Regions from separate parts of the Mus musculus genome. Here all the other regions are linked to region 5. A link is a contact called in public HiChIP or PLAC-seq data. All regions are on one chromosome and are shown on one strand. Each heading gives the region's core, a stretch centred on a gene start, on an enhancer-like site or on the middle of the called end of the contact. The rest is flanking DNA. Distances are from core to core; before and after follow the strand shown.

The links. HiChIP or PLAC-seq counts read pairs in DNA pulled down with a chosen protein or histone mark.
Region 1: a contact with region 5 is called in an H3K27ac HiChIP or PLAC-seq map of the NIH/3T3 cell line, with 4 times the contacts expected there. The contact joins two enhancer-like sites. A contact is called at or near these places in 1 of 15 datasets of contacts at CTCF or cohesin (the NIH/3T3 cell line), 1 of 484 Hi-C or Micro-C datasets (the C2C12 cell line) and 1 of 115 datasets of contacts at active chromatin or transcription factors (the NIH/3T3 cell line).
Region 2: a CTCF HiChIP or PLAC-seq map of the NIH/3T3 cell line shows a contact between it and region 5, with 21 read pairs. The contact joins two enhancer-like sites. A contact is called at or near these places in 1 of 15 datasets of contacts at CTCF or cohesin (the NIH/3T3 cell line), 1 of 115 datasets of contacts at active chromatin or transcription factors (the NIH/3T3 cell line) and 1 of 9 other capture datasets (embryonic stem cells).
Region 3: a CTCF HiChIP or PLAC-seq map of the NIH/3T3 cell line shows a contact between it and region 5, with 16 read pairs. The contact joins two enhancer-like sites. A contact is called at or near these places in 1 of 15 datasets of contacts at CTCF or cohesin (the NIH/3T3 cell line), 8 of 484 Hi-C or Micro-C datasets (adipose-derived mesenchymal stem cells, embryonic fibroblasts, reprogramming fibroblasts and 1 more) and 6 of 115 datasets of contacts at active chromatin or transcription factors (the NIH/3T3 cell line, embryonic fibroblasts, embryonic midbrain and 3 more).
Region 4: an H3K27ac HiChIP or PLAC-seq map of the NIH/3T3 cell line shows a contact between it and region 5, with 2.9 times the contacts expected there. The contact joins two enhancer-like sites. A contact is called at or near these places in 1 of 15 datasets of contacts at CTCF or cohesin (the NIH/3T3 cell line) and 1 of 115 datasets of contacts at active chromatin or transcription factors (the NIH/3T3 cell line).

What each region holds. Positions count from the first base shown.
Region 1 is chr7:70,303,069-70,305,773 of GRCm38.p6, forward strand. The region is part of intron 1 of Gm29683 (predicted gene, 29683); the gene reads right to left. Among named protein-coding and RNA genes, the nearest start is that of Gm29683, 33 kb to the right of the region's middle. Within about 2 kb of position 1,258, at least 44 of the 459 cell types and tissues checked have an H3K27ac peak or open chromatin away from gene starts, as enhancers often do. A contact at or near this core is called in the C2C12 cell line and the NIH/3T3 cell line, where this site is marked.
Region 2 is chr7:69,572,517-69,575,388 of GRCm38.p6, forward strand. No RefSeq gene overlaps it. Among named protein-coding and RNA genes, the nearest start is that of Gm23815, 75 kb to the left of the region's middle. Within about 2 kb of position 1,490, at least 15 of the 459 cell types and tissues checked have an H3K27ac peak or open chromatin away from gene starts, as enhancers often do. A contact at or near this core is called in the NIH/3T3 cell line, where this site is marked.
Region 3 is chr7:70,330,475-70,333,174 of GRCm38.p6, forward strand. The region is part of intron 1 of Gm29683 (predicted gene, 29683); the gene reads right to left. Among named protein-coding and RNA genes, the nearest start is that of Gm29683, 6.0 kb to the right of the region's middle. Within about 2 kb of position 1,422, at least 109 of the 459 cell types and tissues checked have an H3K27ac peak or open chromatin away from gene starts, as enhancers often do. A contact at or near this core is called in the NIH/3T3 cell line, adipose-derived mesenchymal stem cells, embryonic fibroblasts and 1 more, where this site is marked.
Region 4 is chr7:69,669,013-69,671,875 of GRCm38.p6, forward strand. No RefSeq gene overlaps it. Among named protein-coding and RNA genes, the nearest start is that of Gm35209, 130 kb to the right of the region's middle. Within about 2 kb of position 1,434, at least 5 of the 459 cell types and tissues checked have an H3K27ac peak or open chromatin away from gene starts, as enhancers often do. A contact at or near this core is called in the NIH/3T3 cell line, where this site is marked.
Region 5 is chr7:70,035,794-70,038,493 of GRCm38.p6, forward strand. No RefSeq gene overlaps it. Among named protein-coding and RNA genes, the nearest start is that of Gm24120, 79 kb to the left of the region's middle. Within about 2 kb of position 1,383, at least 43 of the 459 cell types and tissues checked have an H3K27ac peak or open chromatin away from gene starts, as enhancers often do. A contact at or near this core is called in the C2C12 cell line, the NIH/3T3 cell line, adipose-derived mesenchymal stem cells and 2 more, where this site is marked.

The DNA.
Region 1 (2,705 bases), core at 8-2,507, 270 kb after region 5:
TATCGAGGCAGAGCCAGGTAAAGCTCTGTGAGTTCATAGCCAGCCTGACCTATAGAGGGAGTTACAAAACACACACACACACACACACACACACACACACACACACAGAGAGAGAGAGAGAGAGAGAGAGAGAGAGAGAGAGAGAGAGAGGTAGCTCCTCCTTTGAACATTTATCTGTTGGTGGTGATGCAGTGAGAGCTAGGGTACTCCTGTGGGGTCACTCTTAGGTCTTGTGAGATCTGAAGTTCAAACTCAAGTAACCAAGCTTGGCACATGCCTTTACCCAATGAGCCATCTCATCAGCCAAGATGAACGTCTTCAAACATCAAAGAATGTCCCTATTGTCTGAAGCCTTGTGCTCACGAAATTATCTATAGTATTGTAGTTTAATAAAAAGAACATCAGTTAAAAATATTTTTAAATTCTCCTCTGAAACTTCTTTAAAATGTCTAGGCATTATAATCTTCCTTGAATAAAAAGCATTGCTCCAAAAGTCCATGTCTTCTATTTTGCTAAGCATGAGGGTATAAATGAATGGCACTTCTCACTTCGCATGCAGACTATGTATTTACCACTGTATGGATGTGACTGAGCTATGACTACTTCATAACTTGACACCCGTCATCTGTTTCCTGAGCTTTGAATTGAATTGCTGAGCTAAGAAAAAAGATGTTGAATAGCTGCAGGCCATTAAAAATCAATAGGTTAAATTAAAATATATATTAAAAAATTGAAACCAAAGTCTGCATGAGAACCCAGGACCTAATAATGATTCCCCCTGACCAAGTTTTAGATTATATGCTTTTTTTCTTTTTTTTTAAAGGTTTATTTATTTTATTTATGTGACTACACTGTAGCTGTCTTCAGATACACTAGAAGAGAGCATCAGATCCCATTACAGATGGTTGTGAGACACCATGTGGTTGCTGGGAATTGAACTCAGGACCTCTGGAAGAGCAGCCAGTGCTCTTAACCACTGAGTCATCTCTCCAGGCCACTATTTTTTTTCTTTTTCATTCTTTCTCTCCATTTTAAAAAAATGTATGTGTGTTTTTATATACATGTTTCTGTGGTCTGTGCACATGTGTTCACATGGATGTGAAGGTTGAGGCCAGATGACTTCTTCAATTGTTCTCCACTTTTTTTTAGAGACAGGGTCTCTCCCTAAACCCTAGAGCTGGCTGGGGTATCTGTCCAATGAGCTCCTCCTGGGATCCACCCATTTCTACCCTTCACCAGGGCCCCACTGGGTATTCCAGGCAAGCCTTCAATCTGCTGTCGTGGCCTTCTCAGAGTTAGGATGACAAACCAGTGCCACCATGCCAGAGTAAGAGAATATATTCCTACATTTACAAAAAGACAGCATGTATGTTTCAATACCTCTTTGTTAGGCCAAACCAAAAAGAAAATGCACCAAAGTTTCAACCAAAATGGATAATCCCATCAAGAGATAAGCCTCTGAAAGTGTGAAGGTGAATGGCTGCAGGATTTAGATTTAGCTTTGGGAGGAGGGTGTGGCTCACACTGCATTCCTTGTGGACAGTGAGTCAGACCTCAGCCAGGCACATCTCAGCCTGACCCTGCAGAGGCATTTTCCAACAGAAGTTTCCTACTGGAAACTGCAGGAGTGGGGCTTTTACCTCCAGTACAAAAGGAGCTTGAAATTAATGTTCTGAACCAATAGGGTAAAAGGCAGAAGAAATATGAGCACAACCTCTAAATCCCTCTGACTGTGAAAAGAATGACTCAGTGGGATGTGGGGATCTCAAATTACCTATGATTTTATTTGTATGTGTTTGACTACCCCAAAATAAAACAATTAAATAATAAACAAATCACACCAAAAAGGGAACAGAAAGGGAAGAAAGACGTTGGTTTTGTTATTGTTGTTATTGTTGAGAGCTGGTATTAAAAGTGTTAAGTGTCTGAGCCAGGCGTGGTTATTACAGCCTTGGGGTGTATCAGGGCAAGGTGCTCATTCAAGCCCAGCCCTTGCTACAGCATAAAACCAAAGACTAGGGACGCACATAACCTTTATGGTAGAACTCTTGCCTAGTGTGCACAAGGCATCGAGCTGAACTCCCAGTACTGGAAACAAAAGCATCATGCATCTGGAAAGTGTTCTCTTTGGCATCTCGAAGATGTGAGTGTTGATGCTGAACACTTGTAGGTGCCTTGGTGAACTCCTGCAAGCCTGTGGGGTCAGCTTTGCCAGGTCCCAGGCACAGCAGCCTCTACTGCTCATGGCCAGCCTTCATTGGCTGCCTTGTGAGTTTTAGGTCCTTGCTGAGGAAGGAGGAAACAGATGAAGATAGTTCATTTAATCCTGAGTTCATTGAGACAGGATCACATGCGGCCCAAGCTCCCTTCAACCTCACTCTGTAGAAAGGCTGGCCTTCTGCTCCCCCACCTCAGCCTCCACCTCCAAAGGCATTAAGAGGTCTGTACTCCCTTGACTGTTTTGTGCAGCCCTGGGGATGGAACTCAGAGTTCCTTGCAACCTGGAGGGGAAACTCCAGCAACTGAACCACCTCCCCAGCTTAGTTCCTGATTTTTAAACATGCTCTTTGAGGTTCTAGTCTAAAGCTACATCAAAAGAACTTGGTTTAATGATTTCCACATTAACTAATCATTAGATTTAGGAGTAAGTACACTCTCTCTGTCCCAGTCTCCTCACTTCCTGTGCTGGGGATCAATCCTAGAGC
Region 2 (2,872 bases), core at 240-2,739, 460 kb before region 5:
TCCATAAGTTAAGGAGAAAGCGCTATCAAATACTACATACATAGTTACATATAGAAATATATAAAATGTGTTTATTTAAATGTTTGTACATACATGGGCATCTACATACATGTAAAGAAGAAAATGCAACTTTAAGTTCAAGCATCTTTATTAGCCATGGCATACTTCTCTCCTTGTCCAAAGAGAGCTGAATTCCCCATGCATTTGACCATCTGCGAATTTTAAACCTTCTGTGACACATTTACAAGTCCAGTGTTTTTTGTCCCCAAAGCCCACTCTTTCTGCTTGAAGTGGGCAGGCAAGCTGCACACACGGCCTGGCAGAGCCCGGGTTCACTGTAGCTATGGGAAAACTGCCTGCAAAAACACTTAGGGAAAAAACATTGCATCCAATCTCGAAAATTAGTATTAACTTCAGATGTTCAGATTTGAGTAGGGAAGGCTCTGGTCGACGAAAGACAGGGTCCAGTTATCTCACAGAATAACACAGTTGTAAATCTGAATAAAATTAAAAAGAGATCAAACCCTGTAGACAAATGCTTTGGCTAAATGCCCTCTCTTGTGATCTGAATACCAACTACTGTGTTGTATAGTCATTTATAAAGGGGCTTGGAGGTAGGCAATAGTGTGGGGGGGGAGGGTCATTAATTTCAGCCCACCCAGAAAGGTGTTAACTATGCCCCATCCTTCTGGCTAGATGATAATGAAGCCGCCTCTTTTGTGCCTCCCCAGAGGAGGCATATATACTGTATTACTCTACAACACTGTTAGTACAGTGTGATTGCAGTGAATCAAATCTTGTTTATCCTAAGGATGGGGTGGGCTTGCCCAGCTAGGGGTTTTATTTTTAATTGGGGTTCACAGCAGACTGAACAACCTCTTAGTTGAAAATTCTGGATAGCTCTGGGGGCACATTTGGTTAACCCTCTCCCTGCTGATGCCTACCACCCTTCCCAGGGATTGCTGAATTTCATCCACAAAACGCGTTTGATCCCACAAAAGACATACTAAAATATATCTTTCTGAAGAACCTATATAATTTGAAGGAGACTCCCAGAGTAAACATTGGGATTTACTTTCGTGACTCTGGGCTAAAAACGTATTGTTATTCTCCACTAAATATTTTCCAGATTCATTTTGCACATTGAGATTTGGGGTCCTGAAGATGTTTCAAATGACTCATGTAGAACATGAGGACATTAGTTAATGAAGCAAAGACTAAGTTCTGCCAGTACATGTTGGCTGGCGACATGTGGTTTCTGTTCTGGTGACATCCATGCAGTTACAGGAGAAAGAGAAGACTGTGCCATGGATTTTTAATCTGGTAGTTGCTAGGACGGCATCATTTAGAACTCTAAGGTACTGTTTATTTTCTGCCTGAAGTGGGCAGCCAAGCTGCACACATAACCTGGCAGAGCCCATTAGGGGCAGCATCACAGGGAGGACTCTGTGCTTTGTAGTGACTTCTGGTACGCCCATGGTGGGTTTCAAAGCCTCTTCACAGAGTGACTCATGGGTGGTAGGCTTCAGTGTCTCTTTATTCACTGACTCATGGGTGATGTACCAGCGTGGGAAGAACAAAGGTTTTGAAATCAGAGTCGGTTCAACTTTTTCCCGAAACTCAGTGTGATTATAAAATTAAAAAAGAAATATAAGGCTGGGATAATAGAACAGTTAATCAAGTGTTTCCATTGCCCCAAAGGGGTTGTGTGTTCTGTTGCCCAGTACCTGGGTGCCACATACTTATAATTCCAGTGCTGCAAGGCAGAAGCCAGAAGATTTCTGAAGCTTGTGGGCCAGAGAAAACTAGCCTACTGATTTTCTTTCTCAGAGGCAAGATTCACACCACTGAGCAACCCTGTCTAAAAAATACATGCCCCACCTAATCACAGCCACATAGGCACACACACACACACACACACACACACACACACACACACACAGAGAGAGAGAGAGAGAGAGAGAGAGAGAGAGAGAGAGAGAGAGAGAGAGCAAGAGAGAGAGAATCCAAAGGGACATAAGTTTTGTCAGCACTTAGTAGCATATCAAATAAAAATTGAACAGGAATTTCCTGGCAACTTGCAAGTATACAGTTCATATATTTCTTGTAGCCCTCACTCATGAACACAACATCTAAGTCTTACCGTTTCTTTATATGTATATATTTTGGAGGAAGAGATGTCACAGATTTATCTCTGATACCTTCTGATGAAGAGCTCAATGAATGTTCATTGAACAAGTGCCAGTAGCCCAAATAGAGTCTAAGTAATGTTTCATTAGAAAGCAAACTTGGCCAGAATAGACTCTATCCTATGAGTAATGATTAAAGAGGATTCAAGGATGGTCATTTGTTATCAAAATGCAATATAACATGCTGGCTCCAGGGTTCAGAGGGTAAAGTGACTAAGAGGAGATAGAACTATTTGCCATGATGGAAATACAGTTAGTTTGGGAGGATGAAGTAAGTGACCCAAGGTTTAAATGGGACCACAACCAACAAGTAGGTTTTCCCTGGAGCAGAAAAACAGGAAAAGATTTTTGTATTGGGTTCAATGGTTAAAATAAACGTGACATAGAAAGATGCATGTGTGCACTGTGGAAAAGCATGTTTTAAGTACAGACACTTGTCACTTTCTGCAGCTCAGAAAGGAAGCGATTATGAATGATACCCCCCCAAAGAGACAACTGACAAACAGAAATTCATAATAATTTCATATACTAAAGTAGGTTTGGAAATAGGGTACCTTACATATAGAACTTACGCTTCAATAGAGATAACACAGAGACCAAAGTACATGACTAATATTCAACACCCTTTTCCACGTCTCCATGTGAAGCAACAGGAATCACTTTGTCATCTTCAAAATTGGAAA
Region 3 (2,700 bases), core at 172-2,671, 290 kb after region 5:
GTTGCTTTCCTAGCCTGGCCGCCAAATTTGGGATTTGCCAGATGGTGGGATTATCTTCGCGTCTGTTATAGTGTGTGTGTGTGTGTGTGTGTGTGTGTGTGTGTGTGTGTGTGAGAGAGAGAGAGAGAGAGAGAGAGAGAGAGAGAGAGAGAGAGAGAGAGAAGAGAAGAGGAGAGATCGCGGGTGGAGGGTAGAGAATAACGTCAAGACAGAAATCTAGAGACTGAGCTGGCTCCTTGAAAATGCTCACTCGGTTACCCTTTACCCGCTTTGGGCCCTGCCACCTCCTGGACCCTCACTCGAGCCTTTGGCATCTCGGATTGGCCTCCCCCTCGGGCACAAACAACACCAGCGCCATCCGGGCCCCTCGGCGTCGGCTCCCTGCCTAAGTCTCAGGACCTGAAGCTTAGTGCCCAGATGCAAAGAGCAAGGAGTTGGGGGTGGGGGTGGGGTAGGAACAAGCCTCGTGGAGGAAGAGTGGGTGGGTAGGAGAGTTGTTAAGGGAAAGGAGCAAAGAGGGCGGAGTGGGAGGGGTGGAACGGGAATACTGACACCTGGAAGGCATTGTCTTTGCTAGAGACACCTGTCAATCTCTGCTCAGGGGTCTTGAGGCCAGGGGCGGGGAGGCCGCCGTTCTCCTTGGTGATGTCATCTAGGAGTCTCGTCCCTAAGGAGGGTGGGAATGGCTCCGAGGGCGCAGAGCCCAGAGGGCTTAGAGAAGCGTGGGGGAGGAAAAGAGAAAATAAACAGAAGTAGCTCTCTCGGCTGGCAATTTACATGGAAATCAATAATCCAACTTTAATGTTATTTTTAATCTTCCCTGACCGTCTTGCCTTTTCACTAGGGGAGAGGGGATGAGGTTACAACAGCCCATCCCTCTACCCACACAATCGCTGGGGAAGTCTTGTTATCTCAAATCCCGGTGCAACCAACCCTTCCCCCAGATCCACACCCCGCCCCCCTTTTCTGCGGGTCGTTCCAAACGCTGCCTTCAGGCTTGAGAAGGAAACACTTTGGGACGAGTTTTGAAAGTCTTCCGATACTGCACCGGGTGAAGGGGGAGTTAATTAACGCCAGGCATGCTCAGCGAGTGGGAGAGGGGGCCTCGGCGTGGGTGGGCGGGCCAGGTCGACTGCAGAGGTGCGCGCAGTGCGGGAGGCGCGGGATCTGGAGGCCCGAACTTGCGGGCCTTTGCTGGCAGGAGGTGATCGGAGGTGGCTCGGGCAGGGAGCGCGGAGATGCCCCCAAGGAGTCCCCCCGTTAATCCTGGGGAATTCTGATCTCCCACCTACTGGGCCCCCACTCCCAACCCACCGTGTGCTACAGAACTCTCATTCTTTTCGGCCGGAGCTAATTAGCAGCCTGCCAGCGGCCTGATTTATGGAAACGCTCGGGCGGGCGGAGACGCACCGCTAGCGGAGCTCTGGCTGCCTCCGGGCGGAGCGAAGGAGGAGTCTCCACCGACCTCCTCCGACGAATTTCCCTCCTCCCTGCCAGGGGGAAAAAAAGAAGAAGAAGAAGTTGCTGTTTCATCGCTTCGACCTGGCTGGTCCAGGAGCCTACCCCCTCGCCCTAACCACCTTAACCTAGGACGCGGGGATGTTTAGGTTCCTGTGGGCAAGGCAGGGACTGTGGCCCAGTAGCAGCATCCCGCAAGTGTTGAGGCCACCAGGTTCCAGCTCCGGCTAGAATCGGAGCCTTCCAGCCCTGGGATCTCAGCTCAAGGTCCCCAGTGAAGGGACGTCGGATCTAAAGGCTCTTAGGGAGCCGCAGTAGGACCAAATCAGATCTCTAGGCAGGAAGGAGAGATGGGCGACTGCAAAGGGACAGACTCAGATGTCTTTGTCTGGATCCTAGAGGCCGCCGCCGGCCGTGTTCCTTTCCACTTTCTAGTTATTTTCTTTTTGGTGTTCTCCAGTGAGGTCCTCTCTTCGGTTCAAGCGAGTGTCCAGCGAAAGGCCATTCATTATTAGAAGCATTTAGCCAGGCGTTTATCCAAAGAAACAGTGCAAACCTGATGTTTGCCTTCCTGGGTTGTTGTGGGTGACCCAGGAGGAAGGGGGAAGTAGATCCCCCCCTTTACCCCGCGGACCCCAGTAGCGAGGGTGGAAGGAGGGGCCGGTGAAGGACAGAGGAATCTCAGCATGGACCTGTTGCTGGCGCTTAAGCAGCCCTTCTGCTCCTCAGAAAAGCACTGTTTGCCAGTGTTTCTCCAAGATGCACCAGAGGGACGCGACCGTGAGAGCATCTGTGCCTGCTAGAAGCATTTGGAAGGGACAAAACAGGCAGACCCAGAGGCCAGAGGCTTAGGCAGCCTCTCTGGCTCAGGGTTGAACTGGAAACTGGGCAGCGCAGGTGTGAAAAGTGGTAGGGGCAGAAGTCTCTGGCAAGATTGCCCGGTTCCTTAAGCTCGTTTCTCTCTCAAACCCTATCCCAGCACTCCAGGCCTTTCTGTGACTGAAAAGGAAGTGGTTGAGAACTGATTGTCTCTACAAGCTCAGTGTAAACTTTAAAATACCACCCCGTTCTGCCCTTTTCAGAAGTCGTTTTTTGATCTTCTGGCTGGTACAAGAGCAGCGCCAGCAACCTTCACCTCAAACCTGCAGACACCTGTCATTTCCTACCTATAGGGCTCGGATCCTCTCTCCTTGTGGAGACCAGTCTGTGTCATAGAGAGCATGAAGCTTCCTCTTGGGCCGA
Region 4 (2,863 bases), core at 184-2,683, 370 kb before region 5:
AATGGAGATTGGATGAAAGATACTTGATATGTCTTTGTATTTCTTACGGCCATAAGAGTGTCTAAAATTGTTTCAAAACAAAGTATCCAGTTAAACAAAAAGAGGAATATTTTAAGCAGAATAGAATCTTTAATATCAATTATTCCTGAGTTAGAAGTGAGCCAAGAAGGTTGGTGAGCCTACATAAAGGCCAGGTACCCCAAAATCCTCTTAAAGAGAATAGAAATGGAAGAAACTCAGTTGTGGAATTATAGTGCACAGAATTCCATGAAAACAGGAGATAGATTGGGGTTGGAGGCTGCTGTTCTCAATATACCACTGTAAGGTGTCTTCCCAGCAAAATTCAAGATTGTGTTTGCCACCATTGTTTTTGCCCTTCTGAGAGGTATTTATTGTGGTCATTACATACTCATGATTTCGTCTCTACAGTACATGTAAGGATTCAGGGTAGTAATATTTAAGTCTTCCCTCCAAGAAAGAGATTATTACATGAGACCTTAACTCATTGAATAGGCCTTTGTCTTGACTCTTACAAGATGAAAAAGATTGTCTTGTACAGGATTATGGAGCTGGAGTTTGCTCCTAAGGAGGGCACATGTGTGGTTGTTACTCCGACTTTCAGATCCATTTCCCATCCTTCCAGCCCAGACAAGGTTACTTTTTTCTTCCTTCTTGAAACTGCTAAGAAAATGTAAGTCTTTAACAGACAGTGCTCAACTGATTAATTATTGGTGTGTTTATTTTTGGATATGATATCCCCATAATATTTAAATACTTCAGGGAATAGGTAACATAGAACAAAAAAAAAGCCTATTAGCTATTAGCATAACTATTCATACTGAATGACAAATTATTGGTTTCAGTTAAAATGTTTGCTACTATGCTACTACCTAGTTCATTTGGACAGCTACACTGTTCTCACGTAACATACAGTAACTCAGAGCAAACAACTTATTAGGAGCCACTGTCTGGGCTCTATATTTGTTTTGTTTTGTTTTTCCTATTAGACTATCAGTGATATCTGTTGATCTAGAAAATGTCCTATTGTGAAATTTGAGCAAAAGACAAAATTTGTGTTATCTAAGCCTGTGGAGACAACACTTGTTTGTTTACCAACTTCTCATACAGTCTAAACCAGACAAATGAAATGTATTGATCTAATGCTCTGTTCAACAGATAGTAATACAGAGACTCTACTGTGGCTACAGTGGCAGTGGCATATGTTTTTGTTTTTTTTCCTTAGACAAATGCTGATAAAGGTAACCAGGATGCTTGTTGTCAATGGCTACAGTGACTCAGCAGAAATTGTTACAGTTTCCTCATAGCATTTGTTTCATGGAGATGACAAAGCACTGTTGTAATTTGTTCTGAACATTTTTTTGAGCTTGATTCAATGGCTGTCTCAGATATTCTGCAAGCAGCCCAGCATATTTGCAAGGATCTCTACAATGTTTGAACAACTCACTTTGCCAATTACTGCTAGCAATGGAGAGGTCTGACTAAGACAGACTGACGTGGATATTATTTCCTGATGCTGGTGGTTTTGAGATGGTATGAATGAATGAGACAAATGCTCCTTTGAATTCTGAAAAGTTCATTTGAAACTAAGCATAATATACAATTGCTTGAAAGGAAAAAATTAAAAATTGTATACCAAAAGATCTTTGAATTGTCATATATCCCAAAGATTCAAAACTAATATTTTAGCTGAAGAAATTGCTTAAGAATATTTTTATGTGCACTAAAGTAGTCAACCCTGGTGTTGCAGTTATACCATGGAGAAGCTAGCAAAAAGCTAAAATCAGTGTTTACAAAGGTATTAACTATGAATGATGAGAAAAAAAATTTTTTCATTTGCTTTATCATAAGAGAAGGAATAGCTGAGAGAAAAAATAATTTGAATCTTCTTAGTGCCTATTGGATGAGCTAGAACTCTGGTTACTGATTCCACTGCCATAGAAACCATAGGTGTTTGTCATCAACCTTCTGAAGAGAAACCATAACCATTGTTTTCTAGTGATGACTTTTTTCTAGTGATGTTTCAAAAATGATAGCAGTAGTATTTCCTATTATATAAGGACATGTTAACCCATCACTCATTCACTGAGTCAAGTCTATGACTCTTTTCTTAAACCTGCTTCTACCTTGACTAAGTAAGTGAGATTGTGGCTGTGTACAAGTTTGTTAGCTATAAATCCAAAAATAAAGAGAGGCCATAATCCTATGTGAAACTAAGGGTAGCCACTACTTGTACTTCAAGGAAAAAAAAAAACGAAAAAGATTGTTGAATAAGATTTTTTATTAAATTAAAACAAAACAAAACAAAACAAACTTACTTAACTCTCAATGGAACCTAGTAAGTATTCTATTTTTTACAGAACAAAGAAGAGTTAGTAGGACTAGTTGACTTATTATGGCAAAATGAGTCCACAGTGGGCATCAACATTTGAAACAATGGTCACCATGTTCCCAAAGTTCTTACACAAAAGTACCAACTAAGCTAACAAAAGAATGCAAAGATACATAATACAATCAGTACTGTTGTAAGCTCTCGGAATGCAAATATCTAGTGTTCAAAGTTGTTGTTTTCTATGACTAACCTAGATGGATGTTGGTGAGATAAGTCCATTATTATTTCTCAGCTCTAGAGAAATAATGGTTCAGAGATTCTTATTTCACTCCTATACACGTTTATAAAATAGCTCATGTAAGAACTCTTGTTTTTGTTTAAGTATTCACTAGCTAGGTTGTAGGTATAGTTTCACAGGAATGAAACAAAGACTTGTTAGCCCTGACCCAGACTGAAAATTATGGGAGAGTGTTCTTCTGATGGATGGGCATTGTTCCTACTACAGTTGATTTC
Region 5 (2,700 bases), core at 133-2,632:
AAATTGGGGGCCAAGGAATTAATGGGTCAGGTTGCCAGTATGCTGCCAGCAGTATAGTTCTCCAGGTTGCCTGAATCTTGCCTGATTCTCCTTACCATTTTTAGCCATTGTTCTCAAGCACAACTGTGGGATGAATTGGAGATGCATTATTTAGAGATTGCAAGAGTCACTCCAAACACATCAGGTTTATACTAGGTCTAATCAGAAGCAGTATACGATTCAGAGCTGTGCTCTACTGTTTAATGGGGGTCTCAGTCTATGATACCAAATGTGGGTGAGTGCACAGAGAGTTTAACTGTGGTGTATGTACTGTGGCACGTGCAGATGAGCCTCTATCTACCCAGTGCCACTTTCTTGAATCTGGGTGCAGCAGCTCACAATGACACTGAGGCTTCCGATGTCCTTGTTGTTCATCTCTAAGCAATAAACCTATGGTGCTCACGTCAGAAGATTGGAGCAAAGTGGTCCAGGAGTTCATTGATACCATGATCCTGCTTCTTAGAGCCATTTTTCCTTACCTAAAGGCTGGTGCCTGTATAAGGCTATTTCAGAAGGAAGAATAAGGCCATGTGAAAAATACTGATGACTTGTGTATGTAACGTCCATATCTTCCTCCATTTGCTTTAAGCCATGACCCACTAGGAATTGTTAAGTCTATAATGGCCTTGGCTCTGTAGCTGCCAATATTGTGTAGTACTGAACTTTAAACCTATAAGACCAAAGCCTGGAAGCAGAGAATTCCAGACTCTAGGTAAGCCACGCCATCTCACCAAAACAACACATTTCCATTTTCTTTCCTTGCTCTTTTTCTCTCTTTCTTTATTTTGTCCCTTCTTTTCTTTTTTTTAAATTCTCCTTCCCACTTCCTTGCTTTTTTTTCCCCTTCTTGCTTGCTTGCCAGCTTTCTTCTTCCCTTCTCTTCCCTTCCCCTTCCTTCTCCAATCTACCTTCTCTTTCCTACCAGCAGATTCTCATTCTTTCCCTCTCTATTTAATTTTTTTTCAAGTTCCAAAAAACAACGGATGCCTTACTTATTACCAGGTCAAGTTATGGGTCACTTTCACAAACTGACTATTGTACTGAGTCATGTCTTATTCACATAAGAATTTCTAAAACTAAGCATCCCAGATCTCATCTCATAAAGAAATTTGAATGGAATGCCTGTGAAATCCAGCTAAACAGAATAATCAAAGTAAACAAATCTCTCAGCCTTACTTTGAGATGATGAAAGAACATATAAAAACAAGTCACTTCAACCTATAGACTCATGTAAGAACAGGAGATAATCAGAGTCCTGGGTGGGGTGTCTGAGCCATGCATCCACCCATGCCACATCCAGAGGACAAGCAGTACATTTGGAGACACACTGGATGGCATGCCATGCATCTGACCTCTGACTCACTCCATTTGCATGACCACAAAAGAACAAGCTCTACTTCACACAGACATGCTGGAAGTCTTGCCATGATTTCATAAGAATTTGGTGGTTTATTCTCCATCTTTGAGATATGAGTTGGCCAGCACTTCAGTCATTTCTTAGCATTGTTCTCTCTGAGAGTTTCTTTTAACAAATGTGTACAGGACTCCTTAGGCCCACCCAGCTTGACCTTCCATCGTAAAAAAAAGAGATCAGACTTGATATGATATATTTGGAGAAGCAGTGAATAACACTGAGATGGAAATGGGCAATGAGAGCACCTTCTACTTGGAGAATAATTATCTAAACCATAATTATATCTAGGAATATTGTTTATTGATCAATAAATAGCAAACAAGCTGAGAGGTTATTTTCATATCTAAATTCATGTAGCAGAGACTAAATACAAGTGCCCTGCTTGAGAAGACATATAATGGGGCTGACATTGTTTTTGATGTGGAATGTTGGTTTATACTTAAAGATTTTGTTCTCTGCCAAAGACTTACACTCCCCTGAGAGCCAATAGAGAGGCCTCTTAATTCCAATGTGTATTGTCAATCCTCAGGAGCTCTGTCACTGTCAGTCTTTCTCCTTCACTACACTGGAGCTTCAGAAAGAACACCATAGGGGATACAAAGCTGGTGTCCTGGGTGTTTAGTGAGGTATGCATCTCCCTTTCTCAACTCTGCTGCTCTTGGAAAAATGCGCATTGTCAGTGTTAGGAAGGCCACTGAGCCTGGATGGAGCATGCTCAGATTCCTTTTCTTTCATCTTCCCCACTGAGGTACTGTGTTTCTTTCACATGGGTTTTCTGTTTTTAACCAGAACTAAGCCATCTTAGGAAGTCGAAAGCATCCATACAATTATGGAAGCAATATGGAACCCTTAGACAACTTCATCATCTACAGAAAAACATGGTTTTGTAAAAAAAACTTTCATAGTAGGAAGATTTCTAACAGTACACTGTTCTCTCAGTAGTACTTAGAAGTCCCCTACTTTTTTACCTAAGCACAAAGATAAAGTTTAGGAAGTCCCAGAGTAACATTACATAGGGTATGCTTACAAGAAAATGGCACTTTCTGTGTTTCAGAAAGCTTATTGAAGGGTCTTTGTAACTTGAAGAAAAAATAATATAAAATACAATTAACTCAATGGGTATATCTTTAGGATTATGAAGCTTTGAGCTTTGAAAAGAATAATTCTAGAAGTAGCAATGTTGTTCTAGAATTGGCAAAGGAAAACAAACCAAAACTCACCCGTACCTGGGGTGGTCACAATGCCAT